Linked DNA regions of Mus musculus: region 2 is linked to region 1. Evidence: chromatin contacts called from public HiChIP or PLAC-seq data. All regions are on one chromosome and are shown on one strand. Each heading gives the region's core, a stretch centred on a gene start, on an enhancer-like site or on the middle of the called end of the contact. The rest is flanking DNA. Distances are from core to core; before and after follow the strand shown. Region 1 has its middle 21 kb from the start of Syf2. Region 2 overlaps Il22ra1 (interleukin 22 receptor, alpha 1).

Region 1 (5,455 bases), core at 2,348-4,847:
GCAGCTGAGTTCCAGTTAAGGAGCAAAGCAGGAGGTATTGATCCCAAGTTCAATGGCAAGCCATGTGCTGACCGAAGCAGCCAGAGGCATGCTGTCGGCCCTTCTAGCAAGGAATCAGAGACTCAAAATGCTGAGCAGCTTGGGGTAGGAGGAGAGACAGGCCTGAGATCAGGAGCCAAAGCCTGGTCCTGCATCATCCTGGAGATTAAAGAACAAAGCCACTGGGTCTCCTTTACAGAGATTGAAGTTCCCCGTAACCACAACACAAAGACCCTCGAACACTGCATGGCACAGGGGCAAGAAAACTGGGAAAAGCTGAGAGAAAGGGACACCCATGGTGAATGGCAACCCAGGCTGCCTGCCACTGCATCCCAGGTTTCAGGGGATCTGCAGCTTTGGAGCTAGAACATATGGAGAATTCCAGGGAAGAAGGAGAAGTCCCAGTGGGTAAGGATGCTTGCCTCCAGGTTTGACAACCTGAACTCAGCCCCTGCAGCCCACAGGGAGTCCTGAAAGTTGTCCTCTGACTTCCGTTCACATGTGAACTATGGCACTTGCATGCCCACCCAGTACACACACACACACACACACACACACACACACACACACACACACACACGAACACACATATGCACGCACACATGCACGAGCATACACATACACGCAAGCGCACTCACGCATGCACAAGTTAATTAATAATAAAATGCAATTATTTAGTGCAAGGTCTCAGTGTGTAGATTTTATTGACCCTGAACTGACAGAAATCCCCTTGCCTCTGCCTCCTGATCCCTGGAATTAAAGTCACTTGCCACCATTTCCACTTTAAAATGTTTTGTTTTGTTTTGTTAAGAAAATAAAATGTTCCAGCACTCGGGAGGCAGAAGCAGGCTGATTTCTGAGTTCGAGGCCAGCCTGGTCTCCAAAGTGAGTTCCAGGACAGCCAGGGCTATACAGAGAAACCCTGTCTCGAAAAAGAAAGAAAGGAAGGAAGGAAGGAAGGAAGGAAGGAAGGAAGAAAGAAAGAAAGAAAGAAAAGAAAAAAGAAAATGTTTTCTGGAGAGATGGCTCAACACCCACATAGCAGCTCACGACTACCTGTAACTCCAGTTCCTGGGAGTCTGACGCCCTCTCTGGTTTCTGTGGGCACTACATACATGTAGTGCTCACCCCTGCATATAAACCCTCCTCCACAAGACAGCCTGTGTTCAGCTCTCCAACTGCTACCTAAGCAACTGAGCGCAGCAGTGTGCGCCTGGTACCCCACTGCTGGGGAGGCAGAGGCATGTCTGGGTCTTGCTGTCCAGCCAGGCTAACTGAATCAGTGAACCCTGTCTCAAAGTAAAATCAAATGGAGAGCTGCAGAGACACCATCAGTTAAGGGCACTTACTGTCTTGCAGAGGACCCTAGTCTGGGATGCCCTCTGGCTTTGTCAGCACCCATGGTGAACATAACTCACATAGGCACACACATATACAAGTAAAATAAATTAATAATAAAAAAAGAGGGTGTGGTAAAAGAAGATACCTAACATCAACCTCTGACCTACACATGCACACATATCCATACATGCACATGCATATATGTACATGCATGCACATACATATCCACACATGCACAGTATGCACACATACATGCACACAAACACATGCAGGCACATATACACACATACATGCACATACACATGCATGGTATGCACACATACATACACACACTTACACAGTACAGACACATGCACACACATGCTTGTACAGATACATATGCACAGTATGCACACATGTATGCACAGTATGCACACACATGCAAGCACACATGCGCAGTATGCATACATACATGCACACACACATGCACATGACACACAGACACATGCCCACAAATGCACACACAGACACATATACACAGTATGCACACATGCATGCACACACACACACACACACACACACACATGTGCAGGCACATATACACACATGCACATGCACTCAAGCACACACAGGAGGCCAGTCCTTTGTGTCACTGTGGGTTGACAGAGGGACATTTCTCTGGAACTTTCTCCCTGTGGGAAGGACATCACCAGGAGCACATGCTCCACCTGCTCCCCTCACCAGGAGCACTGTGGCTGTGCTCCACCTGCTCTCATCACCAGGAGCACTGTGGCTGTGCTCCACCTGCTCCCCTCACCAGGAGCACTGTGGCTGTGCTCCACCTGCTCCCCTCACCAGGAGCACTGTGGCTGTGCTCCACCTGCTCCCCTCACCAGGAGCACTGTGGCTGTGCTCCACCTGCTCCCCTCACCAGGAGCACTGTGGCTGTGCTCCACCTGCTCCCCACACCAGGAGCACTGTGGCTGTGCTCCACCTGCTCCCCTCACCAGGAGCACTGTGGCTGTGCTCCACCTGCTCCCCACACCAGGAGCACTGTGGCTGTGCTCCACCTGCTCCCCTCACCAGGAGCACTGTGGCTGTGCTCCACCTGCTCCCCACACCAGGAGCACTGTGGCTGTGCTCCACCTGCTCCCCTCACCAGGAGCACTGTGGCTGTGCTCCACCTGCTCCCCTCACCAGGAGCACTGTGGCTGTGCTCCACCTGCTCCCCTCACCAGGAGCACTGTGGCTGTGCTCCACCTGCTCCCCACACCAGGAGCACTGTGGCTGTGTTCCACCTGCTCCCCTCACCAGGAGCACTGTGGCTGTGCTCCACCTGCCCTCATCACCAGGAACACTGTGGCTGTGCTCCACCTGCCCCCATCACCAGGAGCACTGTGGCTGTGCTCCACCTGCCCCCATCACCAGGAGCACTGTGGCTGTGCTCCACCTGCTCTCATCACCAGTTCTCACTCCCTCTCTAATACAAGACTCTGAGACAGCAAAGGAGGCCACCTTCAAAGTCCCCTGACTTTAAAGAGAAGGCAACAAGAAGCCAAAGAAATGGCCCAGTGGTTAAGGGCCCTGTTCTTGCGGAGGCCCTAGGTTGAGTTCCCTGTACCCCTATAGTGGTTCACCACCACCCATAATTTTAGTGTCAGGGGTCAGACACCCAACATCTTCTGACCTCCAAGGACACCACGTGCATACATGATACACATGCATACATTCATTTTAAAAACAGCACACATGAGTCACATAAAATAAAAATAAACAAATTTTTAAAAGAGTGAGGTTAAATGAGTCCTAATTATACAAAGGTACCAACCTGAAGGAAAATATATTTATGTAGGATCTAAAAATCAATCAATCAATAAATTTTTAAAATAAAAGGGTTCTTCTGGATTGGCCAAATCCGGAACAGTAGAAATCCGTCTGAAGTCTTTCGCCAGATTGGGAGCGATGCCAGCAGAGGCCAGGCAGGAGTCATTACCAGTTATTTCCGTGTTTCCTTCAGAAGCAATTTGCCTCCCTCCGTCTGTGGGCTGAACCTGCCTGGCCCAGCCTGCTTTCTGCAGCTGTTGGGCATGCTCCTGGACGGGGCCACCTGGCAGGCATTGGAAGACAGCTCTGACAGGCAGCATGAATGTGAGGGGCCAGCTCCAGTCTGAGCCTCCAAGGACCTGGCCTGCTCTCAATGTGTTCCCCCCCCCCCAAGTCCTACAGAGAGGCGCCAAAGGGGGGCAGCATACACACAGAACAAAAATAACTGTCAGCGGCCAGCCAGCCATCCAGGCCAGGGCATCTGCAGAAAAGCCTCTCAAATAAGCAAACACCATGTGGTAACCGAGCTCTGGCGGGCTCAGGGAGTTCAGAGTAGCAGATGGTGGCACTGAGACCTCTGTAAAGAGCCTCAGTTCAGGGACAATAAGATGTGTGCCCAGGGATTAGCCCTTGAGTCTCAGCTCCAAATCCCAGTCCCACTGTGCGCAGGGTCCCACAGACCTGCCCAGCCAGCAGACACTGTGGCTACTCCCCAGCCCTTTCCTCTGGAGGTCCCTCACTGGGGACAGGTTCTCAGGAGCCCATGAAGAGACCAGTTAATTCAGTAAGAAATTGCCCAAGTCAGGGCTGGAGAGATGGCTCAGCGGGTAAGAGCACTAACTGCTCTTCCAGAGGTCCTGAGTTCAAGTCCCAGCAACCACATGGTGACTCACAACCATCCATAATGAGATCTGACGCCCTCTTCTGGTGCATCTGAAGACAGCTACATTGTACTTAGATATAATAAATAAATAAATCTTTAATAAATAAATACACTGTGCAAAGCGTGCATCCTCTGAGTACGGGGGCTTCCTCCTCCCTGAAGATCACGTGACCAAGCACTTTCTGCCCCTTGAAGGGGTCTAATTGCCTACACTTTCCACCTGTGAGCAGCGGAGCGAGGGGCTGGGGGGAGTCTGCTTCCTGGTTGCCCACAGGTTCTTTCCTAAGGGGTCTTCTGTGGATTCACCCATCAACACTCCCCAAACACCAGGAATAAGATGTCTGTTGGTGGCACTGAGAGACTTTTCCCAGCCAAAGCCATCCTCAGGGTAGACTCAAGAGCCCAGACCTAAGGCAGCCAAGGCTAAAAACTAAAACCTGAACTTCGTCTCATTTTTTATCTAATTTCCTTCACATAGCCCCATCAGGACAAATTGCAGGTACCCCAATTCTAAAGACAGACCTCTCACCTTTGACCCCTATGCCCCATGTCTCAGAGATGGTTGGTCCATGCCCACAGCCGGCCACTGCCACACCTTATAGAAGCTTCTGGCTCCTCTCATATAACTTAATGGGCTAAATGGGGAACCGATTCTATATGATTAATTAATTAGGGTCCTACTAGGAAGGATAATAATATCAGAACTTAAATAAGACTGCAAAGCCCAGCGGCCAGCCTAGAAAAGAAAAACCAAGCTAGCACAATTAGACCTTCAAGGTGGAAGGAGCCTGCGGGTAGACAGGGCTCTGACTGCCTGGCTTGGCTCAGTCCAAGATCAGCCGGAGACCCACCCTCACAACTCACATGATGGAAGGAAAGTTCCCACAAGTTGTCCTCACACCTCTACAAGTATCCCATGACACACGTGCCTACATATACACGCAAAGTAAAAAAGGACAGATGGATTATTTATCATATTCAAAGCTAGCCTAGGTAACTTTTTTTCTTTTTTTTTTTTTTGAGACAGGGTTTCTCTGAGTAGCCCTGACTGTCCTGGAACTCACTCTGTAGACCAGGCTGGCGGCGAACTCTAAGATCCACCAGCCTCTGCCTCCTAAATGCTGGGAGTAAGGCATGCCACTACTACCCAGCCTAGGTAACTTTTTTAAACAGTGCATGTGTGTAATATGCACGCATGTATGAGTATCTGCATGTGTGTGAGCACACACATGTATGTGCCTGTGGAGCCAAAGTCTGATGTTAGGTGGCTTCTTCCATTGCTCTCCGCTTTATTTACTGAGGCGTGGCATGCTCTCTCAATAAACTCTCTCAGTAAGCTCTGCTCACTAGGCATCTTGTCTCCCCTCCCAGCTGCTGGGATTAAAGCAG
Region 2 (5,658 bases), core at 1,999-4,498, 800 kb before region 1:
GTGTGTCTCTGGGTGTGTGCATATGCATGTGTGTGTGTGTGTGTGTGTGTGTGTGCATGTGCGTGAGTAGTCCAGGCGAGCTCTGAACTGGATATATAACCAAGGATGACCTTGAGTTCCTGGCCTTCCCACCTACACCTTCTTTGACTTCTGGGATCACAGTACTGGCATCACAGCGCTGGGGGTCAAACCCAGGGCCTTCTGCATGCTCGGGAAGCACTCTACCCACTGAGCTGCACTGCCAGCCCTTGTTATAGTTTGTGAGACAGGCTCTCACAATATAGCCTCCACCTTCTAAGTCCTGGAATAACCACCACTACACCCGTGTTTTTTGGTTTTCTCCTCCTTGTCCTCCTTCCCCTCCTCTCCCTCCTCCCCCTAACTCCCCTCCTCCTCCTTCTTGTTTTTTTTTTTTTTTTTTTTTTTTGGTGGTGGGGGTGGGGAGCTTTGTGAGACAAAATCTCCCTGTGTGTCTCAGGCTTGCCTGGACCTTGGGATTCTTCCGTATCAGCTTCTCTAGTCCTGGGATTACACAGCTGTGCTCACTCACTGACTGCTGGCTCTCCATACACATAGTGAGGTGCTCTGCAGCCTCGTGGAGCCCCATGCTCAGCCCTCAAGACCTGCATCCCCACCTGGCTCCGATGCTCTCAAGCCACAGGGCATCCCTGCTCAGTCCCACTGCCCCGCCACATGCCTTCCTTACACACCCTGGCATCCGCCAGACCACCTTGGTCAGCCCCGTCTGCTTTGTGGCCCATCTTTGCACTGCTCAGGGACTCCCCTGTCTTCTGGGACTTGGAGGGTCTCTCTCCAAGAGGCCCCCCTCTAGCCCCAGGTGGGTGACTCACCAGGGAGTTAGGAGGTACAGGTGGCTTGGTGATGTATTTGTAGCCCAGATAACAGAGCAAGCCGACGAGGAAACCCATGGAAAAGAGCACGGCGCCCGAGAAGGAGTAGGCCCACGTCCGATCTGCAAAAGAGGACAGGAGAAGGCTGTGTGAGGCTAGGAGGCCTCTGGGCCCTGTCCCGAGCAAAATTGATGTGACCGTCATGGGTCAGGGTGAGTTCTTCACCATCTTCAAACACAAAATGCATTGTTAGGGATATAGCTCAGTTGGCGGTTTGCTTGTGTAGCATTCACAAAGGCCTGGACCTGATAAGGCACCATGCAAACAGGGTGCAGGCATGTAATCTCAGCACCAGAGAGGTAGAGACAGGAGGATCAGAAGCTCAAGACAACCCTCGGGTATGAGGTGAGGTCAAGGCTATTCCTGACTGCCTTAAAAACAAAACTGAGCTAGAGTGAAGGCCTCTTGTGGGACCTCAGAGTGGCTCCAGCTCTCATAGCCTTGGGCCTCAGCTGGAGATGCATGTCCCAGCCCACACGGCCAGCTCCTTCAGACTCCATATCTGGATACTCTCCAGTCATCCATGGGGCTCAGAACCTGCCCATTAGCCAGTGTCTGCCTTCAGCAGGAGGCAATCCCAGTCAGGAAACAGGTTCTGCCATAGACATGGGGTCTTCCAAGTTCCTGCTATTCAGAGTATGGTCTAGAAGGCTCTATAACAGTGGCTTTCAAGTTGTGGGTGGTGACCCCTTTAGAGGTCCAATGATGACCTAAGGGGTCACCTAAGATCACTTTATGATCATAACAGTAGCAAAATTATAGTTACAAAGTATCAATGAGATAATTTTTATGGCTGTGGGTCATTACAGCATGAGGACCTGTTTTAAAGGACCATAGTGTTAGGAAAGTTGAGAGTCACTGTCCTGATGGCTCTGTCACTTGCCGTTGCTAGGGGCTTTTCCATCATGTGTGTCAGAGGAAGAGCTTCAGGAAGGAGGGTGGTGAGCAGGCTGGGTCCCCTGCAGCTAGGGTCTGAGGAGCATCCTGCTCCTCCAACAGGGGTTAGAGGGTAGACTGAGGAGGACCGGTGTCCTCTGTCTGTGTAAGGTAAGGAGCTCGGCGTTGGAGGAAGGGGCCTAGAGAGGTACCAGCCTCTGAAAAGCGCGGAAGGCTGAATGGTGCTGACACTCTGACTCTGTGGTGGAGGACTGGCGCTTCTGACTCTGTGTCTCCCCGTTGTCTCGGGACAGGCACAGAGGGCTCTTGTCACGACCTGTCCTGCCGTCAGTCTGAATGGCACTTGGAAGGGCTTGGGAGGGAGAGGCTAGTGGAGCTCTAGTGACCAGATGTTTACATTATCTGGGGTCCTGCCCTCTCCCATGTTGCCTCCTTCTTTTCATGACCCCCCCCCCCCCGTAACTCCAGCTGGCCTCAGTGAGGGAGTCACTGAGATCTCAGAACCGTGATCTTTAGCTTCCTCCAGTCCAGGTCCTTGGGGGTGGGGGATCTGGGTCAGACTGAAGTCATGGGCTGGCCCCTGTCACTGGCACCCCTGTCAGTCACTGGCACCCTTGTCATTGCTACAGCAAGAAAAATCATGCCATTTCAGTCAGGGTGGGAAATAATGACAACTTGAAGCTGAGGAACAGCGACATCCACTCTGAGCATCCCCCTGCTGTGCAGCCCTCTCTGGTCCAGCATCTGTACTGATTGCCTGTGGTTGGTTATTGAGTTTTTCCTGCATGCTGAGGCTCGCCCGGCGAATCACAGAACACACAAAGGGACTGGGATGTTCTTCTCTTCCCAGCAACAAGGCTGACTCCCAGAGAGGTTCAGTGACTTGCCAAAGGTCACACAGCTCCTCAGTGGATGAGTGCCACCCCAGAGCATATCCCCACAGACATTGTACAATCATGCCTCTGTTTCCTCAGTTGTTAAAAAAAAAAAAAGATGAGGTGAAACAACTCTGAAACCCTTTCCTCCACCAAGATGCTGGGATGATATTCTGTAACTCCCAGGCATCCTTGAGAAATTAAAGCAAAGGGTTCTGGGATCTGGGCAGAGGCAAAGCCTAGACTAAGACTGAGGTCAGTCCTTAGGAGGCTGAGACAGGAGGATCAGAAGCTGGAGGCTAGCCTGGGCTACAAAGGGAAAGCCTGTCTTAAAACAACAACGACAAAAAAAATCTAAACCCAAACAAAACCTGTGTGACAGTTCAGGCCAGCTCTCGTGGGTCAAGGTCCCAGTCCCTTTGTGTGGAGGGTGGGTGAGGAGTGGCCTGTCTGCCATCCAGAAACAGGGTGGGGTCCGGCTGCCTGGGGACAGGTGACACATATCTAACGAGGTCAGGGTGAAGGTCAAAGATCGCATTAGAAGCGCCCCAGCTTGGCACCCACAGAGTGCTTTCTGTTCCCATCCCCCTGCCTGCCAGGTTCTATTCTGGTGCTTGGGTCCCTCACGAGGGCAGGGCATGTCTCGTGCTTTCGGCCAAGGTTGGCTCTCCTCCTGCCAGAGAGTGCCCTGGGATTCAGGCAGAGTAGCCAGTGTCTTGTGGGCTCGCATGGGCTGAGTTTCTGGATAAAGCTGAGGACAGGGACCGCTTTCCACCCAGGACCATGCACTGCTGTGCAGGTCTCAAACTGAGTTCCAAGGTAGACTGTGATTGGTGGAAGTCACCTGAACACGATGGGTTGGGTGCCCCCTCCCCTATCCTCATAGACATCCCTGCCCCCTGACATCACCGTCCTACCCTAACTGACAGCTTGAAGGGTCACAAGTCTTCACTTGCTTGGGAACATAAGCCTAACCAAAGAACAGACGCTCCTCTGAGAGAGGGGGCTTTTGTGAGTTTTTGCTTTCCATTGTTGGGAATGGAACCCCAAACCTTGCTTGTGCTCTGTCACAGAGCCATACCCCCAGTCTGTTGAATGGAGGTGATTGAAGTGCCCGCCTGCCAGACTGTGCGGGAGTCGTGGCTCCTAGTGTGCTCTCTGGTCAGCCTGGCAGAAACACGAGCCTTCATCATCACCAGTATGGTTCCTTGGCTTTGAAGACAATGAGGATCATTTTATCCTCTCTATCCTCACCCCCATACCTCCACCCACCACTGTATGCTCCTTGAGTTGGTAATATATATGTTTGCTTTGCCAGAGTTTACACAAAGAGGAGAAAAATCCAGGCGTTGGCTGAGAGAGGTGATTAAACATTCTCTAAGTGAGCTCATCAGACGGCTCAGCTATGGATAAACAAACATCAATCTTAATATGATACCACCAATCTCCAAGGGTTCTCAGAGCACCGCTAAGCATCCCCCTGGTTACAGGGAGGGAGGAGTGGGGTTAAGCTGTGCACGCAGGAATCCTCCTTGCATGGCCTCAGTTGAACTCACCGGGCAGCGTCTTCACTCGGCACACGTAGGGGGCACTTTCCTTGGACAATATCGGAGTCAAAATTGTGATGGAGCCGAGGAACTCTGTGTCGGGAGTCAGGCCAAGGAACTCGTATTCTCTCTGTTTGCCTTCAAGGTGCTGAAATGTACAGAGAACCCAGGATGATTGCGCAGACACAGACACACAGATGCACGCACACACACACACACATACACACTCAGACAAAAACAGACACACAGACACACTCAGACAAAAAAGCACACACACAGACACGCACATAGACACACAGACACACATACACACACTCAGACAGACAAAAACAGACACATAGACACACACACATTCAGACAGTCAAAATCAGACACACAGACCCACTCAGACAGACAAAATCAGACACATAGACAGATACACAGACTCATACACAGACATGCACGCACACATACACACACCGTGCATATACACACACCGTGCATATGCACACACACACACACACACACACACACACACACACTTCTGCTCTCTGGTCTTCTTTTATCCTCAGTTCAATAAGCCATCAAGCTCTTCAAAGCCTCTCATAGAACCTGGCCTGTCACATTGCGACTGCCTGTGGACACCAGCTGCTGTATGGACATCCCATCGTGATTGCCACCATCGTCCCCACCCACCTCTCCCCTGCCTCCTCCATCATTAACCCTGCCCCCACTCTTACGTTCCTTTACCCTCTGCCTGATCTGACCTGCTCTCTCTAGCCTGGGCTCTCTCTAGCCTGGGCTCTGCTGTGGCCCCTTGCTGGTCACTCATCTCTGGCTTGGTCCCTGTCCACTGGCACATTCATCTTGGCATGAGCTTTGTAAAAGCTTCTAGATTTACAGGGCTCTCCTTCGGAGCCTCGGTTGCTAGGCACATATTCACAGGGCAACATCAAACCCCCATCCATAGCTGCTGCCTGGCTCAAGGCTCCAGGAAGGCTGAACTCTTCACCCATCTTCCTCTCTCTGGTCGCTAAACGATCTCGTTTGAACTTGTGGCCTCTGGCTACTGATGGATGACCCTGAAGGGTTTCTGATGAACGAGACAATCCCCTTTTGGGTGGTACCAGGCAGGCTCCTCCACATGGCATGTTCCCAAACCCAACCCCATGCCTGCTTCCTGTTCTCAGATTCTCTCCACAGCATCCAGTTTCCCTCATCTTGGAGGTCGAAGCTCAAAGCAGTCCTTGCTCTGCCCCCACTCACCCTCTGTGCTAACAGCTTCTCTTAAAGGAGCAGGGCTCTATTCTTGCTTTAAACTCTGTGTTTCGGCTGTGCTTTCTCTTCTCAGGATGCAAGGGGCCAAGGTTTAAGGAGGGAGGTTGGTACATGCACACCTGGATGCAGGTGTCTTTGAAAGCCGGGCTCCATTGGAGCTGTTCTTACCAG

The links. HiChIP or PLAC-seq counts read pairs in DNA pulled down with a chosen protein or histone mark.
Region 2: a contact with region 1 is called in an HNF4G HiChIP or PLAC-seq map of pancreatic cancer cells. The contact joins two enhancer-like sites. A contact is called at or near these places in 2 of 39 promoter capture datasets (hippocampal neurons and neutrophils) and 1 of 115 datasets of contacts at active chromatin or transcription factors (pancreatic cancer cells).

What each region holds. Positions count from the first base shown.
Region 1 is chr4:134,948,928-134,954,382 of GRCm38.p6, reverse strand. No RefSeq gene overlaps it. Among named protein-coding and RNA genes, the nearest start is that of Syf2, 21 kb to the right of the region's middle. Within about 2 kb of position 3,597, at least 78 of the 459 cell types and tissues checked have an H3K27ac peak or open chromatin away from gene starts, as enhancers often do. A contact at or near this core is called in pancreatic cancer cells, where this site is marked.
Region 2 is chr4:135,743,406-135,749,063 of GRCm38.p6, reverse strand. Il22ra1 (interleukin 22 receptor, alpha 1) reads right to left here. Exons shown (of 7, transcript NM_178257.2): 5 at 4,240-4,378; 6 at 852-973. Among named protein-coding and RNA genes, the nearest start is that of Myom3, 13 kb to the left of the region's middle. Within about 2 kb of position 3,248, at least 23 of the 459 cell types and tissues checked have an H3K27ac peak or open chromatin away from gene starts, as enhancers often do. A contact at or near this core is called in pancreatic cancer cells, where this site is marked.